Linked DNA regions of Anas platyrhynchos: region 1 is linked to region 2. Evidence: chromatin contacts called from public Hi-C data. All regions are on one chromosome and are shown on one strand. The core of a region is the stretch at or near the end of the contact, and the rest is flanking DNA. Distances in the headings are between cores, read along the strand shown.

What was found. A called contact is a pair of places that touch in the nucleus more often than the background predicts.
Region 1: a Hi-C map of liver shows a contact between it and region 2, with 2.2 times the contacts expected there. The contact joins the promoter of S1PR1 here to the enhancer-like site in region 2. A contact is called at or near these places in 2 of 8 Hi-C or Micro-C datasets (liver and subcutaneous adipose tissue).

The regions. Positions count from the first base shown.
Region 1 is chr8:10,906,191-10,912,086 of IASCAAS_PekinDuck_T2T, reverse strand. It overlaps S1PR1 (sphingosine-1-phosphate receptor 1), which reads right to left and starts at 2,072. Exons shown (of 2, transcript XM_027462587.3): 1 at 1,923-2,072; 2 at 1-1,063. The coding sequence starts at 954. LOC101798826 reads right to left here. Exons shown (of 7, transcript XM_072041745.1): 7 at 5,798-5,896.
Region 2 is chr8:10,671,253-10,676,946 of IASCAAS_PekinDuck_T2T, reverse strand. No RefSeq gene overlaps it. Among named protein-coding and RNA genes, the nearest start is that of RTCA, 13 kb to the right of the region's middle. Within about 2 kb of position 2,131, at least 2 of the 8 cell types and tissues checked have an H3K27ac peak or open chromatin away from gene starts, as enhancers often do.

The DNA of each region.
Region 1 (5,896 bases), core at 823-3,322, 240 kb before region 2:
AGCCCTTCGCATTTCTTTGTTTGTTAACGTATAGATGATAGGGTTCGTGGCTGAGTTGAGCACGGCCAGTACTAAGAAATACTCTGCTTTATATAGGATTGGGCAGGTCTTCACTTTACAGCCCACATCCAGTAAAAGCAGGATGAACAAGGGAGCCCAGCAGGCAATGAAGGCACTCAGAACTATGATCACTGTCTTGAGCAACGCCAGTGACTTTTCTGAGCTCCTAGTAGCTTTGGTAATGTTTTTTCGAAATGTCAGCCTACGGCTCCTAGTCCTCACCATGGAGTAGATCCTGCAATAGAGGACGACAATAGATAGCAAAAGGCCAGTGAAAACTGTGGTGCAAAAGAGAATATAGTGCTTGTGGTAGAGAGGCAGCACGGTGGAGCAGTTGGACAGGAGGTTGATGCAGTTCCATCCCATAATCGGGAGTCCCCCAAGTATCACAGAGATAACCCAGCAAGCACTGATCAGCAAGAAGGAGCGGAAGCTGTTGCTGCCATTGTGGAGCTTCATCTTCAACATGGTGATGTATCTCTCGATGGCAATGGCCAACAAACTGAACACAGAAGCAGACAAGGCAACAAACATGCTGCCTTCTCTTACAAACCACTGGGAGGGGGTGAGGCTGTAGGTTTTGTGTCCAGAGAGCAGGAGGTTGGCAGTGTAAGCCACACCAGCCAGCAAGTCTGAAAGAGCCAAGTTCCCAATGAAATAGTACATCGGTCTGTGAAATTTCTTGGTTTTCCAGATGGTGAGCAAGACAAAAATGTTCTCTAAGATTATAAAGCAGCAAATGATGATAAAAACCACCGACGTCACTTTTATTCCACTGTCCGCATTCTCATTTAGCTTTCCCGTGTAATTATAGTGCTCTTTGATGACATAGTTGACATCGGTGTTGGCGAGGCTGCTGACCACCTTCACGGGGGCGCTGGTGCCGGAGCTCATGGTGCCAGGCTGGGCGCCGCTTCCCCGCGGCCGCCGGACGGAGACGCCAAGCAGAAACCCGGGGCTGCCTGCAGCTCGCTGCTCCTGCACGCACTCAGAAACTGCAGCCCTGAGAACAGGAGGCACAGACAAAGCCCAGAGTTAAAATAATAAAAAAAAAAAGGTGAAGGAAACAATGCAACAAGCTTGAAATGGTTCGGGATAATCTGCTGATTGAATTGTGCACCAGTCACAAATGCAGTCGCACTGAATTAAGTTTTACTCGTCTGTTAAAACACACTTAAGAGGTGGTCAGGCATGTTAAACAGCTAAAGCCAGTGGGACAAAACGCAGTTCTGTCATGGAGGGCTGCACAGGTAAAGCTGGGGTCGGCAGGGGCTGGCTTGTTGCACTTCTTTAGGTGGGAACGCCGTCAGAGCTCCCCAGCAGTAAGCACCTGGATCTCTTCCGTGGGAAACACGCCACAGACACAACGGCAGAGATTGAGCGAATGAATCAGGCTTCATTTGGTTTAACTGCAAATGCACAGAAGCCTGCACAGAAAGTGCGTGACAGACCTGCATTCTCCTTCACTAGAAAGTGTTTGGGAGGGGGCCGGTAGCAATGCACCGATGCCATCCCAAGGAGCGGTGCAGGCAATTCACTGCCCTGGGAGAGAGCATCTCAAAGCTGTAAAGAGGAAAGGCGCCCTCGATAAATAAAAGTTGGAGCACGCTTCACAAAGCCTAGAGGAGTATTAGAAGTTTAGAAGAAGAAGAAAGAGACCTGAGTAAGTTACACAGCAAGCCCCTTCCCTGCGCCTGCAACAAAGGCGAGGCAGCCGGTACCTGGCGCTGGCAACACCCGGCGCTGCGAGCTCCAGGACCTGGCCGTGCTGCCCGCAGGAGCCGCCCCAGCAGCCCAGCGGAGCTGCGAGGCCGGCAGCCCCCCGGCCGCAGCCCCCCGGCCGCCCCCCGACCCCCTCTCACCGTGCTCAGCCGCCCGCCTCCGCCCCCCGCATCTTGCGCTGCCGCCGAGCGACTCCGGCGGCCGTGCCCGGGGCCGGGCGGTTTTAACGCCGCCACCGCGGCCGCTCCCCCCCCGGTTTCCGACCGTCCCCTCCTAACTCCTCCCTGCCCGCCGCCGGGAGCCCGGCCCGGCCCCGCCGCCTCCCCGCCCCCTCGGCCGGGCCCCGGGTTCCTCCTCGCCCCTGGGCAGCCTCGGGCCCGGCCGCCCTCAGACGGCAGCGGCAGGGCTCGAGCTGTCCCGGGGGGGTGGGGGACGTGGCTCCGGGCACTCGCCACCCCAAACACCACCATGGAGTGGTGCTTCCATGTTAAGGAAAAAAAAGGAAAAAAAAAAAAAGGAAAAACAACAAAAAAAAAATAAAACACAGGAGTCAGAGGGTGTTTAATAATAGGAAGAAAAGTTCTATTTATTTATTTATTTATTATCAGTGGCACCAGCGTCATTATATAGAAGCTACAAAAGAAGTTGTGGGTTTAGGTTTTATAATTCCTTCTTCAAAGAAACCCACCTCAGTGAACCCAAAAGGGTGATTCCTGATAACCCACAGCTGCTCTTGCTGCAGAAATGTTCCTCTTCCTTCCTTGCTCTGTTAACTCCACCTCAAATTGAAATGCAAAAGAATATCACAATAGGCCAGAGCTTAATACATTAGGTCTTTCAGTTCATAGCATCACACAATTCAATTAGCAGCAGCAGTTGTTATGGGGAGGCTGCTTTCCTCTGAAACACGGTAAGAGTAACACTACCCTCAGGAGGAGAGTCCTTATTTATGCTAATCGTCATGCTTCAATTGCTCCACGCCTCTCCCCGAATGACTCAGATAAATTACACTGGCAAACAGACATTGACTCTTCCACCACAAAGCTAGAAACTTGAAAAGATGTTTAGCCTCCTGAGAGCCCGGAGGAAAATACAGCCGTTAAATTACAACTGTCAGAAAAGGCATGCAAGATAAATCATGCTTGAGGTTGACATATGTATCCCCTGCAACTGCCTGACATACCCTAGATATTTCAAGCTTTCCCCCTTATTTAGCTAATCTATAGAAAATAGTAAATAAAAGTGCATTCATTAGGCATTTTCCTCTAGGAAATCATTCCCATATAATTTTAAGCAAGAGGAACATATTAAAAGAACGTGCTTTAATTAAAGGATAGAATGACTCAGGGTTTCAGTAGTCAGATGTACCAGCTTTCATGTTTAGGTTATTGGTGAACCAACTGAGAGGGCTCCAACTCAAAGACGTGACACCCAACAAATTATTTGTCAGAGGTTGTGTAAAACGTCTGGGCAATTTCAGTTCCACTCCAAACAGCTGGCTATTTGCATCACAAAAAGTATTGTATTAGATGACCACACGCATTTATACCCATGTTGACATCTTACCAGTGAGGATACTGAAATTGTGCTTCGTCCTTCTCAGGCAAGTGAAGCCAGCCTGGCTGATTTTGCACTGAAGGCTGTTTAAAACCTTGGAAAATGTAGGTTAATTTGGCTCAGCTGCACAGATTGCAACCTCTTCACAAGGGCTGAATCACACAAACAGGTAAATTCAGGCTGTTCCAGCCAACTCTACCAAGAACACATGGATAAATGTTTAGTGAGAAGATTTACGCCAGGATTACGCTCCATCTCAGTCAACAGAACAAAAATTCTTTTCTTACTTAGCACCCTCCTATCTGCCAGGTCCAGTGTTAAGGACACTTGCAGTTCCATGAAATACATGACAGAAATCCAGGGTACAACTCCTTTGAAAACTCTACTCTGTGATTGCCTAGTCAGAAAAAAGAGAAAGGACAACATGATGAATAACACATATATGCTCTTATATACTTGAGTTTTTAGGATAAGCAGGAATGCGTGCTGTAGTGTCTCACTGTGAGTAAATAATGTGAGTAAATCTCACATTATTGGCTGCCTGTGATGAGCAAAATTCTTGTTGAAATTCCAACCAGAACTTAGTGTTGTGGGCATTGCAGAAACCTGGCTAGTCGCAGGGCAACAGTAATGCGAGATCTCCCGGATAAGAAGCCTAAATTTTAGCTTTAGCGCCTTAACTAAAATCATATAACACTCTTACATGACTCAAACTGGTTACTTTATGCCAATGAAACCAAAGAAAGCTGTACATGTACAAATCAATCAGTCCCACGAAAAAGCACTCAAGCAATCCTTCACGAATTACAGAATTTGTGATAGAAGAGTTAGCATGACAACACCGACGTCTGGAGCAACACTGAGAATTTCAGAGTACTTTAGAAAGAGATCTTAAAAAAAGAAAGTAAAGAATCTTAAAATAAAACTTTGTATCTGAAAAATCTCTCTCCGGCATAATTCCTGGTAACTCTTAGTTGAGCAAAAGGAAATTACGCTGTCTAGCAGGAAAATGCTTTGACCTTGTCAGAAAAAGAAGTTGGGAACCGGGGGACTCCCAAAGCCTGCATCAGTGGCCTCTGACACCAGCAGAAGGTAGTGCTCTCTTAGTGCCAGTACTGCTGGATTACTGACAATTGCAGCAGAGGAGTGTGAACATTAATCCATCACGAAAAGAGAAAAATCCCTGCAAGACATATTTCCAAAGGATTTTTCTACAACACACTACCCTTATGCACCTTCAAAAATTTTAATCTATGCAAAACGTCCTTTTATTCACCCAGAGATAATTCAGGCCACAAAACAGAGGCATTCCTCCATAAAGTGCCTGACCCAGACAGGAGATCCTCAAAATCGTACCAACAGAATAGCTTGGCTCACCCAGAAAGTACAGAGCGGCCTGTAGAAACCCGCAAAATTCTCATGATTAGAAGAAAGGTAAAAATGTGAAAAGTAAGACATCACTCCAGATTCAGATCTTTGCTGTAGGCCTGGAACAGATTGTATTTTTGAGTAATTCTTTAAGATTTACACCACACAACTGAGAAAAGAAAGCAGTTCGTACTACGGAGCCTTGTGTTTGAATGCTCAGACTGTGGTTCCTACAAAATAACAGAACTAAATTATTAACTTTACCTGAAGGAAGGTGATGTGGCATAAATTTGTGCAAACAGAGTACTAAACCAAAGCATTTGTACCGTCTTTGATACCATGAAGCATGCTGGGTTAGAATTAGCTCCAGCATAACATTATACAATGTTTTGTTAAGCAGTACAGAAACAATCCTCTCAATTAGGACATTTACATCCTACCTTCAGCTCTACATGCTTTATCTGAAAGCCAGTTAACTTCTCAAAACTATCATATAATACACGGTTGACAGTATTTGCATAAAGCACAGATAGAAGCACCAAGTACTAATCATCTGTTTGTTTTCATTTGCTTGATTTCTTTTTGGTTTATTGTTTTTAAAGAATATTATAAATTTGTAAGCAAAATGAATCTTACTGTAATGGAAGACAGATGAATTCAGCTCCAAGGGATGTCAGGCTTCTCTTCACAGAAATCTAGGTACCTGGACACACACATAACTTACCGGTAGGATTTTCAAAAGGACAAATATATCTGCTTACTACAATCATTGTTAGTAACAGAACCAGTTATAAATGCACATTGGAGCCTGCTCCTATCTGTGCCTTTAAGTTAAATAATGCTTTACAAAATCTGTCAGGGAAAACAAAACAAAACAAAACAACAACAAAAAAAAAACAGCAACAACTGCTTTGTTCAAAAGGGTTAAAATGACACCTTAAATCAAATACATGCAGGTAACAGAAACTTAATTACAGTATTGTGAGATAGCTTAACCCATACTGGAAGAAAATGCCAGAAAGATTCGAGAAAGCTGAGAAAACACTTAAATTAGGCACTTTTGTATCGGTAAGAACACAACAAAGAAAAGTAAATGAAATGATTTTATTAAATTGTTAACATGACATTACATACAAGCTATTGTTACTGCTTTTATTTATTATTTTTTTTTAAACTGATACTGATTGGG
Region 2 (5,694 bases), core at 882-3,381:
ATATGTATATGTGCACGAATATATTGAAGCATGCCTAAATCTGAAAGATTTTATTTATCTGTACTTTTATGCATAAGGTTTTCTTAACATGACAGGAGCTAGGTATGTTGATTTTTAAGCTATCTAGGCATTAACATCTAAGTGTACTTACAGTCCACAAATAATCAATTAGGCAAGAGAGCGGATGTTCCATATTTGATGCTAAAGTAGTGATTGTAGAGCAAGAAGGCTAAGTGTATAAAGCACTCAATAGAGATTTTAAAAACTAAAGGCAAAGCATTAATTCCTGGATTGTAATTTATAAAGATGTGCACTGTGTCGGCTTATTTTGAATACTGCTACAAAGAATGACAATTTTATTCTCTCTCTCTAAACATAAATTCTACAAAGGTTTCAGTTTCATAACAAATAATTGTAATAATTGCCTGTAGTCTGTGCAAGTTGTTTGATTGGATATTGGTAAAAAGGTATTATTACGTTGTACAGAATTCAGTTATTGAACTTCAAAGGTAATAAAAAGGAATATTTGTAGGTTACAAACGGCTTTTGATATGCTTTTCTGTATTAAGTAACTGCCTGTAATTAATTTTTGGCTATAACTTCTTAGGTTTTAGGGCTTAATTGAAGCTTCCTCTTTCTCAGCTGCCAGAGTAACCTGAGGATTCCCCACATACCAGAAATCTTCTATATTGTTATTTTTGGCCACAACTTCTTCTGAAAGAATTTGTGAAAAACTGATGCTGTTGAATTATGTTACAGCCAGCCCTCCCTTCAGTGGGAATCTCTCCAGTAGAAGGGTAATTAGTCAAGTACATTAAATTTTTGAACTAGGGAAGTAGGCAAACAAAACAAGCACAGAAAACTCACACAAGCACAGAAAACAACTCCTTGGGAGCTTTTTTTCCAAGTTTTCTTTTTAAAATACATTTTAAGTTCTTCCAAAAGGAAACACTGAAAATCATGAGCAGCAGCAAATACGAATTTAGAGAGGGACGCTTTTATTAAATGAAGAATTTAGAGTATTACAGTATTACAGACATAATTCAGTGGGTATCTGCTGCCCCCTTCAGACTACTCCCAGAATTAAAGAAAATTTTTGAAAGCAGAAATTAATAGCACTCCATTCTTCTGCACTAGTTTTTGCTGGGGAGTGGGAAAGAACCCTAAGAATAAATACATTTTTAAGTAGATAGCTGGTGATTATTTTTTTTTTTTTTATATATCATCAGTAGATTTTATTTTAATGAGTAAGACAAACTGTACTTCAAGTTACTACTTCAGCTGCTAGGTTCGATACAGTAGGAAAAAAGACCTTGGACTTAGAAAAAATCTGTGGACTAGGATGTGGGAAAACTGGAAAATAATTAGATTAATCTAGAGTGTGTTGAGGGATTTCTTGAAACAGCAAAAATCCCATGGCTTGCTGTAGCTGAGCAAACCAAGCTACCAGGGCAACTATGAGAAGTTCCCATGACAGTGTTCCCACATCGCCCAATTGAGGAATTCAGAAAAATATTGTTACCAGCAGCTGGCTTCAAGGACAAGGTCTATGTGACTGCTAATCACAAGGGGGTTGTTTTCTTGCAGGTGGGGTTTTCTTGTAGTTGTTTGTCTGAGTGCTTTTGACCAATAATCTTGTGTGAAACACTATCTGCCCCTGTTAAGTTCACTATAAAAGTTAGGCTATTCGGGCAATAAAGGGGAGCATGACCTGACTCTACTGGTGTCTGTTGTGCTTTCGGCCGTGCTTCCTGCAGCACACGGCGCCCGAACAGGACCTGTCAAAGGGCGGCTGAAGCAGAGGGCACCGGAACGCAGCGACCGGCGGGTCCAGAGAGACCGAGCACCCCTACAGCGGCGGGTGTGTCGTTGTCGTCTCCGAGGACCTGAACTAAGCAGTTCGCCATCTGCGTGGGCTGCAGGGCAAAGGCTGCAGGCTGAGTACAGGGTAAGGCGCGCTTTGCTTTTGGTCGTGCCATAGTGCAGGATATTGCCAGAGTGCAGGAATAACAGGAAAATGGAGGACGAAGTAGCCCTAGATTTATTGCAGCGCTTTTTAGAAAAGCGGGGAGTAGACTGCAGACAACTAGCGGGACTAGTTGCGGTCGGTCGAGCAAAATCATGTTTCACAAGTATGGAGTCATGTTTTGAAGTAGCCGCTTGGAGAAATCTAGGGGATGTACTGCGGGATATGGTAATAGACGATGACAAGGCAGCAGAGAAATTGTTGAAACCGTGGAGAGACGTGATAAATGCAATAAAACGATATCGGGTAGAAAGGAACTTGGCGGCGGTGGCACCTGACGGATTGAGGGGAGGAAAGGGTGAGTCAGGTTCCGAGAGGGGGCCGTGGGCAGCAGGCGGCGGGGCGGGCAGCGCCTCGCTTTGCAGTCCCAGGAAGGTTCCCGGCCCCCCGTGCTGCGGCTCCGCAGCGGTTACACGGGGGAAAGAGGCCGTCTCGCCGGGGGGAGATGGAGCTACGGCAGAATTAAGCGAAGGGAAGGAAGAACGTGGCAGTGGGCGAGAATATCGTGAGACTAAGGATAGGGAAGGTGAAAGAGGGGAGAGAAGGACAGTGGGGAGAGTTAATTGGCGGAGAATCATGCGCGAAGCTGTGGAGGAAAAACAATCAGGAGCATTTACAGACATCTGTCAGGATCCCATGGCACTCCCAGAGATGTACGAAGGGGACAGCCAGGGAAACATGCAAGGGAGTCACAGTATGCTTAATTGGAAGCTGCTGTCTCAATTACGTAGTACAGTTAATGAGTCAGGATTGCAGAGTGAACCTACGAAGCAAACGTTGGATTATATCTGGGGAGGGACGCTGCTATGCCCCGAAGATATCAAGGTGCTAATGAGAACGATAATGACCCAGTGGCAGCTGTTGTTATGGCAAGCCCATTGGCAGAGGCATTGCGAAACCTCAGCGCAGCGACCGAGGGACCCTAGCGATCCGTTCCGCGGAGTTACCGTAGGGCAGCTTATGGGGACGGGCGTGTTTGTTACCATCACTGCTCAGCTCCAGTTAGGTCCGGAGTGTGGCCTTGAGTCCATGAGAACAGCTCGAGCGGCCGTGGAGAATGTTAAAACCACTCCAACAGCCCCCTCTTACCTGGCTATGGAGCAAGGCAGGGACGAGCCCTTTGCAGGGTTTATCGATCGGGTAACTGCTGCCATAGATCAAGCAGGTGTCCCGGAGTGGATGAAGGCGGCTTTATTGCGACAGTGTGTTATGGAAAACGCAAATTCGGCTACAAAGGCTCTTATATTGACACTGCCTGGGGATGTCACTATTGAACGAATGTTAGAAAGAATGAGTAGGGTTCCAGTAGGGCCCCAAGCCGCGTTAGTAGAAGCGGTACGCGAGTTAGGGAAAGATCTTCTACAAGCCCAGCAGCGAGCCTTTGCAGCTCTAGCCCCGCTGCGGACAGCAGAAAGGCGACCTCGAGCTCCATCCCGACGGGGAAATCAATGCTTGCGGTGTGGAAAGGAGGGACACCACCGCCGTGACTGCCGAGCAGGACAGGTGCGGTGTGAGAACTGCAGGTCGGCGAAACACAACCCCGTGGCGTGCAACCGCTCGGCAAACGGGGCCGCGGGGGAACGAGGGAAATGGAAGTGATGGCGGTGCGGTGCGGGACAGCCGAGACCGAGCTGCTGCGGGAGACCGGAGGCGTCAGTGGACACCGGCAGCCGACCCTCAGCGTGTGGCGAGTGGGCACCGAGCAGAGGGGCGGACATCAGGACCCTGCAGCCCGTCTGACATAACCATGGAGGCAGCGGCGGCTGTGCTGCTTCTCTTTGGCATTCTTTTCATAAGAGGTTCATCTTGCAATGCAAAAAAGACTCTTCGTCCCCAGATCGGTGTTATAACTATGTTTCTGGGTAACATTCCGTGGGGTTGCCACATTCTACGGATTACTAATGACCATTTAGCTCTATTGCAGGGCAGGAGTGCAGAGACGCAGATTACACTGCCAAATGCCCACCGGCAGGCTCGTTCACAAACAGCTTCTAAGGTTGCAGCCGGCACTGCCTGCAGCCGTATAGCAGACGTTACACTCTCTTTCCTAACTAGTAATCATGTGTCTCATCCATTTGTGGTGAATGGTCAGTGGCAAAAAGAAAAGGGGGAGAGTAAGGGGCGGCAAAGACAGAAACGGTACCAGGAGGATGCCACTGACACGAACAGCACGGGTGATAGGAGTGGTTTAAGTGACACACTCTGCCTGCTGTTCGCCCCCGCCTGCCTGAGCACTGCTGAGCTGTGCCACATGAGAACATGCCGGGTAAATGAAATCAGCTGTGGTCCTCAGTCAACCCAGTGTATCCCAGTGTCCTGGAAATGTGATGGTGAAAAAGACTGTGACAGAGATCCTGATTGCAAAGATGGAAGCAATGAAATTAACTGCCCTTCTTGGACCTGCAGGCCAGACCAGTTCAGATGTGAAGATGGGAACTGTGTCCATGGGGGTAGACAGTGCAGTGGTGTGAGAGACTGTCTGGATGGCACTGATGAAGCAAACTGTAACGATGTTATTCAGTGCTCTGGACCTGGCAAATTCAAGTGCAGAAGTGGAGAATGCATAGATATCAATAAAGTGTGTAACCAGCAGAGAGACTGCAAGGACTGGGGTGATGAGCCCCTGAAGGAATGCAACATAAATGAATGTGACTGTCCAGCTGGGAAACTGTGGAGGTAGTGATGAATGCCAAAACCCTGGTATCTGTAGTCAAATCTGTATCAACCTGAAAGGTGGCTACAAATGTGAATGTAGCTGTGGCTATCAGATGATTCCTACTACAGGAACCTGGAAAGGGCCATACGGGTACAGAAATACAAATAACACCCGTGATTACAATGACACTGCTAAGCAGGGTTTAGGGGCTTACAGCATGCAGACAAGGGGTAACAACTACAGTGTTTGGAACAATTGTACAGCTTTGGCCTTACCTCCTGATGTTTTTCTGATTTGTGGGGATGGGGCCTGGCAAGGTATCCCTGCAAATGCTATCAGATGTCCATGTTACTTAGATAAACTCATTGTATTTGCTCCTAGCTTGTTACAGTTGCATGAGATCACCAGACATAAATGGGCATTGCTTGCACCTGATTGCAATGGTAATGTTGAATTGCTTGGTGTTGCAGCTAAAGCGGCATTGGCAATTTTCATGCCAGGAGTGGCATCTGTGGCCACACTTAACAACTTAGAAAAATTTGTATGCTGGGCCGAGAAGCAAGCCTATGCCACGACAGAGATACTTGAGGAGATGTTACCAGATCAAAACAGTCTGCAACACGTGCTTTTACAGGATCAAGCTGCTATTGACTTCTTGCTTTTGGCTCAAAGGCATGGGTGTGAGGATTTTGAAGGAATGTGCTGTTTAAACCTTTTTGATCATAATGAGTCAATTCACAAATCCATTACTTTCCTGAAAGAGCACATGAGAAAGATTCAATATGGTATCAATCCTTTCAATCAATGGTTCACTGATTTGTTTGAAACAATGCATAGATGGTTACTGGGATTAGTCAGAGGGATTAAGGATTCTGTTTGCTGTGGTGTCAATCATCATTGCACGTGGTATTGTGATAAATGTGGTTAAAGGGTTACTTGCAAAAATGTTATATTTGCTCAAAAAATAAAAATAAAAAATGGGGGGGGAATTGTTGAGGGATTTTTTGAAACA